3 separate regions of the Mus musculus genome follow, and all the other regions are linked to region 1. Evidence: chromatin contacts called from public ChIA-PET data. All regions are on one chromosome and are shown on one strand. The core of a region is the stretch at or near the end of the contact, and the rest is flanking DNA. Distances in the headings are between cores, read along the strand shown. Region 1 overlaps Bbx (bobby sox HMG box containing). Region 2 has its middle 91 kb from the start of Gm4802. Region 3 overlaps Gm15518 (a long non-coding RNA gene).

Region 1 (3,836 bases), core at 415-2,914:
TCTGGTTGATAACAATCTCACTGGGGAAAGCAACATTTACAGAGGAAAGCTTTATTCACAGTTTAGGGCTTGCTTCCCCTCCCCTCCTCTACCTGTCTCCCTCCCTACCTCCCTCCCTCTGTCTCTCTCCCTCTCTCCCTTCCTCCATCATTATACTTTCCCTAGTTAACTAATAACTAAAATGTATCTATTTTATGCAGAGTAGAGACTTGGAATTCCTACTTTCTGTGATTCACAGTTTTACAAAATAAATTTGCAGAAAGCCAGCCAACAGAACAGAAATTACCTTGCTTTCACAATGCACGCCACTGACAGGAATTATCTTTGCATTTTTTTCACTTGTTTATCTTTTTCTTCCCATGAAGTCAGAAGCACTGTCTGCTTTGTCCTCTTTTCTAGTGACTAGAACTGTAATTGTTCCTAAATAGGGAACCGTGGCAGGATTAGAATGAATGAATGATGGTTGATTGTTCTTACGAGCCTGGGGGGCTGGGGGTGGGGACTGTGAGCCAGAGCTCTAACGTTTGAGGCCGGGGAGGTAGAGGGAAGTGAGAACACACTGAACATTTGGGCTGATCACAAGGGGAGGGAAGGGTTCTGAAGAGTCAGGGTGGAAGTTAATGCAGGCTCAGTGAGAAAGCCTGGGTGAAAGTCCTTTCCCCCTGGAAAGGGGGAGGTAATGTGTGAGGTTATTCAGAGAAGCAGTATGGAATTAGGTATTTGAGGTTCAAAATCCCCGTTTGCCTCATATAATAGGAGTAACTTTATTAAATAAACCTTAGCTTCTCTGTGCCCATTCCCCAATTCTCTTTAAAAAAATATATGTCTTTTGTTCGGTCATGATTATTTTAATGAATATTTTTAATAAGAAAATCATAGTTATCTTTCTAACACTAGCATAAAATTATAAAAGGATAAGGTAAAAACTGAACATACCATGATAGAGATAGTCTTATGTCTATGCGCTAGGATTTGGGGTTAGCAGGTAAAATGGCAAGAGTCAAAAATGTCAGTAGTGATGCGACTGTGGGCCATAGCTATTGTAACAGAAATTGCACATCTACCAATGAATAAAATCCCAAGTTAAGTAAGAAGCCATGCAAATTGTGTACGATTACTGATACTTAAAAATCCCAAGTAAGATAAAAGGGATGATACATTTCACCTGCGCTACCCACTAGAGTCTTATAAAACAACTGAGAAAACAGTTGTTTGTAATTAGAGAACAATTGAAGTCAGTAGAGTTAAATCCTAATTCTGAATTTTTTGGGGGTGATTTCTGCTTCTGGATCCACTGGTTTTTGTTTTGTTTCCAGATTGCTTTATCGATCAGGTTCTCTTTCTTTCAGGCAATTATTTGAAAGTAAAAACGCAACAGAGTGGCAGGGTAGGAGCTAACTTCTGTTTCTCTTACAGAGAACCTGGGTTCAGTTCCCAGCACTCTCGAGGTGGCTCACAACCACCTGACCTCTGTTCCAGGGCATCCAAATTTCTCTTTTGAGCATTGTGGGCACCAAGGATTCATGTGGTGCATATGTATACATAAACACATGCACATCAATAAAATAAACAAATCTTAAAAGAGAAAAGTGCAACTGAAACGACAGCACATGACTCAGATTTCCAGCTGCCTCCAGTGCAAGAGCGCTTGCTGGTTTAAATGTTCAGTGGTTTCCTGTGGCTCTGCAAAGCACAGAGGAACCTAGGGCCTGATGTGGTTTTTGAGTAGTGCCACCTAGCAGAGCATTTTCAAGGTTTTAGAAGTGGAGGCTAAGGAAATAGCACAAGGTCAACACCCCAATTCAGAGAGAGAGAGAGAGAGAGAGAGAGAGAGAGAGAGAGAGAGAGAGAGAGAGAGAGAGAGAGAGAGAGAGAGAGAGAGAGAGAAACTCAGAAGTGAGGTTTACTCTTCATTTGCAGCTCTGAAAAATGTATTAGAGAGAACAATTGTCCTTACTTTTGTTCAGTTACAGAAATATGTCAGAATTTCTGAACCTGTTTTGAGGATTTTGCCTTTTCTAATTATATATTAAAGGACACAGGTGTATTTAGAAAAAAAAAAAAAAAAAACAAACCAGAATTTAGGAAAAGGAATTTTTTGTGTGAAAGTGATTTTCACAGTTGGCTAGCAATTTTGGATCATACGCTATGAATTTTGGTTAGTTCCTTTATACCTTTATTTTATTAATTTTTTTAAATATCATTTTTGGGATCCATTTATCCTAGTTTAATCCTATTATCTCCCCCCAGCCCCTCAGGATATAAGCCTTCATATGTATAATGCAGAGTTTTACAGTTTCAAATTTCAATTATTTCCTTAAAGTTAGCCTTTGTTAACATTTCTGAAATCATTTTCACAAGGAACCATTCCATGGGCTCTTTGACAATAGGTTATACCTACTTAAATATGAAGATTTAAAAAATTAAATAATTACTATAATATTGAGATGCCTTATAGCATGGGTGAATGAGAAATTTTAATGTCCATTTACATACGTGTGCCCATCTTACTTCTGCTTTGAGTTTTTACCCACCATGCTCTGCATCCATTATACTACTCTGAAGTTTTAGCACTGCTCAGAGGCCTGCCTGCCTCCATAGGGATCTTCCATTTGGGGGTCATGTTGGCCACTGGCCTTTCTGTCTCATATCTTGAAGCTTACTGACTCATCATTTATTTCATCAAAAGCTATGTCATGGGCCTGTGCCCAACATGTAGATTAGGGCAGAGCATGGTGAGTAAACTGTTTTGTAGTGTGGGGGCAGGGATGCCACTCTTCAGTGGCCGTACAGTTCCATGTGGCTCCAAGGCAGTCACAGTCTGCCTGGTCCTATATCTCCGGAAACTTAGCTGCTGACCTTTCATGACCTTATTTCCCTAACACAGCTCAAAATACTCCTGCTTCTAGGCATTGCCCACTCCCGGGAATCAGCCAGTTTCCCAAAGGCTAATGACATCCCTGATGGACCACCCATCCAGTCCTAAAGAGGAATCACATACTAAATACAGAGCCACACCAATACTTTTCTCTTGGGTGCTTTATCTAAAGGAAAGACTTCAGATTGTGCTTTTACTATGATATCCATCTAAAGAAAACATTTAGACCATTTCTTGAAAACTACCTTGATTATTTTTCATAGGATGGTAAAGAAAGTCACAGAAATGATAATGATGATAATAATAATAGATTAAACCACATTTAGAGAATTCAAGAGAACAGTATGAGCCCATTAAAAGAATTTATATTAAAAAAATGTAAAAGCCTTCGGTTACTCACACAGTTAATTAGATGTGGTTGGTGAGAAGGAAGAATCAGGTTAGAAATCTGCACACTTTCCCGATCCCTGCACAGTGTTGACACATATTTTGATGACTTTCCGGCATGTTAAAAGGACCGGATTTGGAGTAAGAAAACTTACAGTTTTGACTTAACAGCTTAAATGTTCAGTCACCTTTGTGACTCTTTGTTGTTGTTTTTTCTTTGTAAAGCAGGAATAGTAGTGACCTTAGTAGTTTTCTCTGAAGTGAATGTGTCTGTAAGATACGTTTGCTAAATTTCTTTTAGTAACCGTTTGGATACTGTGGATGAAGTTCTACGTGTCGCTGTAACCAGAAAGGCTCTGCTAAAAGACTTCAGTTGTAACTTTCATATACTAAACTTCTCAGAAATAAAAGATGTAGAAAGAAGTAATTTCCTTGGGGAAAGTATCAAATAAAAACAACACACAAGCAATGGAGAAGATTGCTTGTCGTGGGAGGCATGAGGCCCTGTGTACTTGATCTCTAGAACCTATGGCTCGTGGTGCCACTCCCAAACCTTGTGTAGGCAGAGATA
Region 2 (3,836 bases), core at 604-3,103, 870 kb after region 1:
ATGCTACCTACTCAGATTTTTTAATATCATGTTTTTATTTATTTTAGAAAATAAGTATATAAATAAATACATATATGCAGTGTATGTTGATTTATCATCCTCTTCCCCACTTCTCCAAACTCACAGGGCCCCATCACGTCCTCCTTCCTGTTCCTTTTCGTGTCCTTTTTTATTTTTAAACACACTGAGCCCAATTACTGCTGCCCTATATGCGCGTGATGTCATGCCAACCACTACAGCATGGGCAACCTACCAAGGAGCACATCCCTGGAAGAAAAGGAACTATCCTCCCAGCAGCCATCAATAAGAATAGCTTGGAGGTGGGGCCTGTGAGTTCCACGCCCATCTCTGCTGGAATTTTGATTGGCTTGATTGCCTGCAGGCAACTAGGGCACCTTTGAGTTCCTGAGTGTGGAGGTCTTATCAAGTCTAGAGGAGGCTGTGTAACATCTGTTCCGTCATTTCCCTACCAATGGGTCCATGCTGGGTCACTCGGGAATTAGTGAGTTCAATCACAATTTGCTACATTATTAAGGTCTGGTCGAGTCTCCGCCCTCTGTTGCTTTCTCTGTCCCTTCAATTTTCTGGGTTCTGTATTATCAGACTGCCTGAGTTTCTATGGAGATTACAGAAGCATGACCTTGAACCTCATCCTGCTTTCTGGTGATAATTTCCTTTGAGGTCTAAAATTTGTCTTATTATTCTTGATTGCTTGGACTTTCGTGACTACATATATTTTCCCTTGGAATTCTACGCCCTTTCCTCCTTGCACTAGACTCAGACTGAATCACACGATTAGGGAAGGGCATTTGCTGCAATCTGCACTCGTACAGAGCAGCGAGGGTCTGGGGTGGTGCGCACTGTTTTGTGAGATGCTCATCTGTCCTTTCTGGATGTACTGATTATAGCCACTGTGAGTCATCAGCTAACGCGCGTATACTGAGCTCATGCCAGAGCCTCAGCCGCCCCTTCCTTTTCCCGCCCATCACAGCTCATGATCCCTTCAGCTTTCTCCTCTTAACCTTAGCTGTTTGGATCTCTGACTTCCTTTGCACTGATGATTATAATTGGGAAGCTGTTCTCCGACATTCGGATGTACCTGATGCGACACAGACTCTCTGCGGATTCAGTTTCCTCACAGAGTTTATTTATAGCTGAGGTTTGACGTTACCTGAAATCAAGCTTTTTTTTTTTTTCTCCCTTGCAAAAGTACTTTCAGTTTTTGTTCTTTGTGGAAGGAAGTAGGACAGACTTCAAGGCACAGTATTTTTGCAGTGCATCAGAACCTTCTTTGAGAGCTTGATTCGCAGTCTTTCAAGTAGACCAGATTTTCTCACCACAGTCAATTCTATGAAATGCCAGAAAGCAAGAGCTAGGCTAACTCAAACACACAAGCAGCCAAATTTAGCTTGACACCCTTATTAAATATTGACCTCATGGGAACTGAGGCTGAAAACAACCTTTGAGAAAGAAGCCAGTCTACACATTAATGGGCTTCCTTTGTTTTGGTTTTGACTGTCCTTTAGTTGCCTAGCCAATATATTGAAACCAAGTTAAACTTCAGGCTCAAACGATTTCCTTTTTAACACATAGCTTTGACCTAGGGGAACTAATCAGATAGATAATATAATTGTTGTTAATCACCCGAGTTTGTAATTGTACCTTTGATCTGTATGCTGAGAAACACTTTGGCAATGTTGACTCCCTCCCCTCCCTCCCCACCTTCTGTAGTTGGTGGGCTTTTTGTTTTGTTTTTGTTTTGATTTGTTTTATCTCCCACCTTCCCCCTAGAAGCTAAGCAACATAATGTGTGAAGTCACCAACTTGCCATGACAGAATAAAGAAGAGATCCAGCAAATGGGAGCCTATGTCACTTAGTTACACTAACACCATTAACACTCAGTCCTTTCAGTAGGGATGCATCAAGCAGCCATAGTTTTGCCTTTGCCCTTTCCCTGTAGCAGGCAGGGACTTGCAAACACTTCTTTCTTTCTCATCTGACAGGTGTTTCTTCCATGCTTCAGCATCTTCAGTTTTTTGACACCTAAGAAAGGGATTTGAATTCAAGGATACTCGAATTCTCTCTCACCCCGCCCCCCTCTGCGTGTGTGCGCGAGTGTGTGTGTGTGTGTGTGTGTGTGTGTGTGTGTGTGTGTGTGGCCTGTGAGTGCATTTTGATGTTTTCCTGGGGCCTCATATGACAGCTGAACATAAGAAAATAAAACCTGCAGCTATTAGCATTGTTTGCTCCATGTGAATGATATCGCACTAATGCCCTAGGTTCTAGAGCTCAGTGAGACTGGTTTTTGTTTGTTTGGGTTTGGTTTTGGTTTGCTTTGTTTTTTTGGCAAGACCCCAAACCTTGTCCTAAAGGCAGCCACATAGGATGTACTCTGTTCCTGAGAAGATTCCGAAACCCACAGCCGCTGCTCATCAGCGCGAGGGTGCAAACCTCTGGTTTTCTGTTTCTTCCTTTTCTTCTCAAATTCTGCTTCCGCTTCTGAGAGTTGAAGCTGCCGTGACGGAGACTCTTCTCATCTCACTCCAGAGCTCTCTGAAGTGAATATGTTAAAGGCATCCAACGAAGGCCCTGCCTGAATTGAACTTTTGGGGTTCTTTAAATCTCAAAAATCTCCATTGCTGAAGCAGCTCTCTTCAGGGTTCCTGGGAGAGCTCTGGGTTCAAACTAGACCCTAAAGGTTAGAACAGGATGGACTAGTTGTTTGTACAGGCCATATTTTTCCCCTCACGGAACTGAGGTTCTTAGGCTCAAGAACTGGAATTCTAAAGTAGTTTTTAAAATAGAAAACTTCCAGGTTGGATGTGACTATATTTAGATGCTTACATTTATTACGCTTGAATTTTTCTAGAATATTCCACTTTTAGGAAGACTCAGCCAAGGGTATTAGAAATGTAGAACAAGGAAGGATGCAACTCCTAGCTGGGCCCTTATGTTTAATTATAGACATTACAGACAGATAGAGGGAAAAGCATTTAGGGAACAAGCAACACAGTAGTGCCCTAATGCCACCAAATGCAGAATAAAATGGTTCAGGATGCACTTAACAGATTTTACTGTGTAAAGGACTCTTATTATGGTAGGAAGATCTACTGAATCTCTGAGTAGTTAGATAAAGGTGAAGGATTTATTCCCAGGACTGTTATAAAGATGCCCCTACTTTTAACATGTTCACTTTAAGACTTGTTCCAAAGACAAAATGTATATAAAAGAATAAGAAATGCAAACAAAACATTGCTAGATATTAATGACATGAGAACCTAAGTGGACTACTGTCTATTGGCCAGTTAACTCTGTCCAATTCTAATTGGCCAGTTCTAACGATGAACCAAACTCTGTAGCCCGAGGAATGCTTACCGTTAGCTTTCAAAGCAAAACAGAATAATAATTCTCAAATAAAAAAAGTTACATCTCCTTTGTTATCTTGGTGCTGACTTCAGTATAAACCCCAAGCAAACACTTAGATAAGAACGTACTCAGAGGGAATGGTAAGTCTCTTCAAGAGGAAATGGACACCTTTAACCTTCTACAATGCACTGAGAACATGAAGGTTTAGAGGAGTTCACCGGGGATAACTTGAGTTTATATATATATATATATACACACATTAATTCTTAGGCCTTTTAGCTATAGCTCAAGAACTGGAATTCTAAAGTAGTTTTTAAAATAGAAAACTTCCAGGTTGGATGTGACTATATTTAAATGCTTACATTTATTATGCTTGAATTTTTCTAGAATATTCCACTTTTAGGATGAATCAGTCAAGAGTATTAAATGTAGAACAAGGAAGGATGCATATATATATATATATATATAT
Region 3 (3,836 bases), core at 510-3,009, 600 kb after region 1:
TCTTTTTTTTTTTCAGTGTTCTGTCAACACCCAGCCCTGTGACCCCATGATGTCCACTCACAACTTCATAATTTCATCTCTTGCTATCTGCCTGGCTATTTTCCTTGATATTGGATTCCTATCGTCTTTCAGTTCTACTCTTATGAATATCCTTTGTTTTCTCAAAGTTAGAATGATTTTTCTCACTAAAGTTTGTTTGTCTATCATAAAACTTACTGTTATAAGCATTTTAACTCTGTGTGTGTGTGTGTGTGTGTGTTTGTGTGTGTGTGTGTGTATGTGTGTGTGTGTGTGTGTGTATGTGTGTGTGTGTTTATGTGTGTGTGTGTGTGTGTGTGTGTGTGTATCTTTCCCACTGGACTGTGAGCTGGTAAAGGAAGCGATTACACCTCATTTGCATTTGGCTCCCTTAATATCTCACACTGCAGCAAAACAAGTGGTTATCTGTCAAATGTTCGTTGACCCACACTACATATGTGTAGTGAACAGGAGCCGCCTGAACCAAGAGGCTTCTTAGAAATACCACAGAAAGTAGTTTTTCTAGGTCACCAGCATCCTCTGCGATACTGAGGGATTGCTGAATGCTTCCCAAGGGCAGAATGAATATGATAGCTTAGATTCATCACAGTAGCTATCCGAAATAAAACACTAAGTCATGAGCTCAAACAGAGGCTAACATTTAATGACTTACAAAGTCCAGAAAGTATGCAAGACAAACAGATCAGTAAAAATAAGAAATATTGAACAAACCTTGGTTATGATTTTTGCTTTTTAGTTTCCACACATAAGGTAGAATCCTTATTTAAATTTATGGTTATGGAAAACCGGCCATTTCCATTTTCAGCACAGTTGGGTCGGGCTATTTCCTGTTATCAATAGGAAGCTGCTGTACAATTAAATGGATCAATGATGCAGTGAGCTAAATTAGCTTTTTTATAGTCAAATAATTGGACTAGCTGTGCATTCTACATTATTTCAGTTGTACAAGCATGATCTTTGAATCTACCTTGTAGCAAGATGCCTGGGCTGCCTTAGCCTATTGATTTGAGAAGCAGTAAAAGGTGATATTTAGAAAGGGCCATGGGATAGTATCAATAAAATGGTTCAGGGGATACACATTTGACACACAGAGTGGCTTTATGTAGACTGATTTTTTTGAAGAATAATTTACAAATCTGGCCTAATTCAACTAGCAATATGATAATAATGTACCTTAACTACGTACCTTAAAATACTGTTGCTTATCTCGATGCAGAACATTAAACTGCTGTTGTCAGCGGCATGTGAGTAAACTGGCTGTTTGTCTAACGGTCTGATCTGTAGTGATTTTTCTATTCCTGTGGTGTAAACACTCACAATGGGCTGGTGGGAAGTTATCAACAGTTACCTAGCTCTCAAAATTTCCGAATATCAAACAACTGACTTCAGAGGTGGTAGGAGCTGACTCTAGAAGCCTACCACAAGCTGATGCCCACACTGGCAGGAGATTCACAACCATGCACGTCTAGCACTAGGAGGTTTTAGAATATCCCAGCACTACCGGTGGCTGTATGAACAACTTTGTACTTTTACTAGCACATTGGGATTCATGGGTAGCATACCCTGCAGAAGATTTTACAGAAGGTAAAAGAAAAGCGACTGGACAGGAGGGAAAATATAACTCTATCACCTTACCGGAGAAAACCCAGGATGAACGGTGACTCAAAAGCCACACAGGAAATTCTTAGCCGAGAAATTGTGACATAGGAAGAAATAAGTCTGACCTTTGGCTGTAACGGTTGGCACAGAGTTTCCAAATAGTTTGCAGTTTCCTAGAACTTTGAGGTTTTCATGGCTACATGATGAAATCCCTCAAAAAAAAAAAAGAAAGAAAGAAAAGAAGAGAAGAGAAAAGAAAAGGAAAAGAAAAGAAAAGAAAAGAAAAGAAAAGAAGAAAACCCTAAATGAAGGGGTGCTGAGGTTTTCAGGTGGGGGTTAGCCATGAGGACAACCAGGGCTTCCCACCCTCTCTGATGTTCTATCTGGTGAACTTCACAGTTTGGGTAACAGAGTGACAGTCTGGATAACTGACAAACAATAGAAGGTTCCTTGGCTCATGGCTCTGACAGAGAAGACCAAGAGCATTCATTGTTCTGACCAGGGCCTTTATGCTGAGTCACAACTCGTCAGAAGGGCAAGGGGACATGTGCAAGATGGAAGAAACTGGCTGTTGGTGTGGACAACTCCACATATTTGGTGCCAGGAATATTGTGAATATATTCTTACTAACACACCTGGAACTGGGATCTGGTTGGCTGGACTTGTGGGCCAGGGTTCTTCCATGCACAAGCCTTTGAGAGGAGCTAGAGAAGGTCACCCAGGGGCATGTGTGGAAACAGGATGCATGGTCTTGATAAGGGGTGTGGTGGACACCGGGTGAGTAGGAGGAGCTGTGGACCTGAAATTCTTCTAGGAAGGCCTAGCTGGGAGAACTTCTTCACAACAGTGAAGATGGTGACAAACGGTTTTCTAAAGGTGGTTCTTTTCATTTCTCTTGAGTTTCTTTTAACATTGTGTATTAATTTAATCTATGGTACTTATTAGATGGGGCCTTAGCATTTCATAAGCTACTCGAGAAGAAAAATGAGTTTAAGTTCTCTTTAAAGAAATCTCTTCACGCCGGGTGTGGTGGTGCCCGCCTTTAATCCCAGCACTTGGGAGGCAGAGGTAGGCGAGTTTCTGAGTTCTAGGCCAGCCTGGTCTACAGAGTGAGTTCCAGGACAGCCATGGCTACACAGAGAAACCCTGTCTTAAAAAAATCCAAAAAACAAACAAACAAAACAAATCTCTTCACACTGAAATGTTTTGCTTACTTGTACATGGGGGGGCGAGGGGGAGATCTTCAGATGGGTGATTCTGTAGATAACTGAATATCAACATTAGCATTTTTAAATCCCTGATAACCCTCCCACAATTAAAACATAATAAAACAAAACACCCATGTCTATGGGGTAAAACTCGAGAAGGGGACTTAGTGCTTAGGCATTTAAAATTTTTATTAATCTTCAAGAATTTCATACAATGTATTTTTATCAAAATCACTCCTCCTACCTCTCTTTAGATCCAGCCTCCTTACCCTATCAATTTATTTTCTTTTTCAATCCATTGAGCCTGAAGCCCAAACTTTTTGGTGTGTGGCTATCTGGAACATGGTAGACCTATGTTTCTCAAGGGTCATGTCTTTGAAGAAAACCGATTTTCTCCCTCTGTCTTAGTTACTTTTCTATTTCTGTGAAGAGATACCATAACCAAGGCAAGTTACAGAAGAGTTTACTGGGTCTTACAGTTCCAGAGGGTGAGTAGACCATCATGGCAGGAAGCAGGGCAGCAGCAGGCAGGCATGGCACTGGAACAGTAGCTAGGAGCTTAGAACCAACAGGAGATGGCGGCGGGAGAGCCAACTGGAGCGGTATAGGCCTTTAAAACCTCAAAGCTCACCACCAGTGACAAACCACATGCAACAAGATCACACTTCTACTCCTTCTCAAACATCTCTACCCACAGGACCAAGCAGTCAAAAGCAGGAGCCTAATGAGGCCATTCTCATGCAAACCAGCCATCCCTTCCCTGCCCCTGCCAATTGTAAGTAGCTTAGTTCTGGATAGGGGTGGGGGTGGGGCACATAGGTATTTTTATTAAGCTGTCCACTTGATTTTGATGCCCAGGCAATGGAGAGTTTCCCAGCTGTTAGCACAGAGAATATTTTGCAGGGCAGGAGAGTAGCAGCCATGAAGTAACTTCCGAGTTATACAAAAGGGTTTATGCATAGGACCTTGAAGCCATCCAAGAGCCCAGAG

What was found. ChIA-PET counts read pairs in DNA pulled down with a chosen protein or histone mark.
Region 2: an RNA polymerase II ChIA-PET map of memory CD8 T cells shows a contact between it and region 1, with 6 read pairs. The contact joins two enhancer-like sites. A contact is called at or near these places in 1 of 484 Hi-C or Micro-C datasets (CD4 T cells) and 3 of 115 datasets of contacts at active chromatin or transcription factors (T-cell acute lymphoblastic leukemia, bone marrow-derived macrophages and memory CD8 T cells).
Region 3: a contact with region 1 is called in an RNA polymerase II ChIA-PET map of memory CD8 T cells, with 50 read pairs. The contact joins two enhancer-like sites. A contact is called at or near these places in 3 of 115 datasets of contacts at active chromatin or transcription factors (acute myeloid leukemia, bone marrow-derived macrophages and memory CD8 T cells).

What each region holds. Positions count from the first base shown.
Region 1 is chr16:50,370,594-50,374,429 of GRCm38.p6, reverse strand. All of the region lies in intron 2 of Bbx (bobby sox HMG box containing), which reads left to right. Among named protein-coding and RNA genes, the nearest start is that of Bbx, 60 kb to the left of the region's middle. Within about 2 kb of position 1,664, at least 34 of the 459 cell types and tissues checked have an H3K27ac peak or open chromatin away from gene starts, as enhancers often do. A contact at or near this core is called in memory CD8 T cells, where this site is marked.
Region 2 is chr16:49,501,373-49,505,208 of GRCm38.p6, reverse strand. No RefSeq gene overlaps it. Among named protein-coding and RNA genes, the nearest start is that of Gm4802, 91 kb to the right of the region's middle. Within about 2 kb of position 1,853, at least 86 of the 459 cell types and tissues checked have an H3K27ac peak or open chromatin away from gene starts, as enhancers often do. A contact at or near this core is called in memory CD8 T cells, where this site is marked.
Region 3 is chr16:49,768,449-49,772,284 of GRCm38.p6, reverse strand. It overlaps Gm15518 (a long non-coding RNA gene), which reads left to right. Exons shown (of 5, transcript XR_003951928.1): 3 at 17-2,514; 4 at 3,544-3,836. Among named protein-coding and RNA genes, the nearest start is that of Gm15518, 5.5 kb to the left of the region's middle. Within about 2 kb of position 1,759, at least 80 of the 459 cell types and tissues checked have an H3K27ac peak or open chromatin away from gene starts, as enhancers often do. A contact at or near this core is called in memory CD8 T cells, where this site is marked.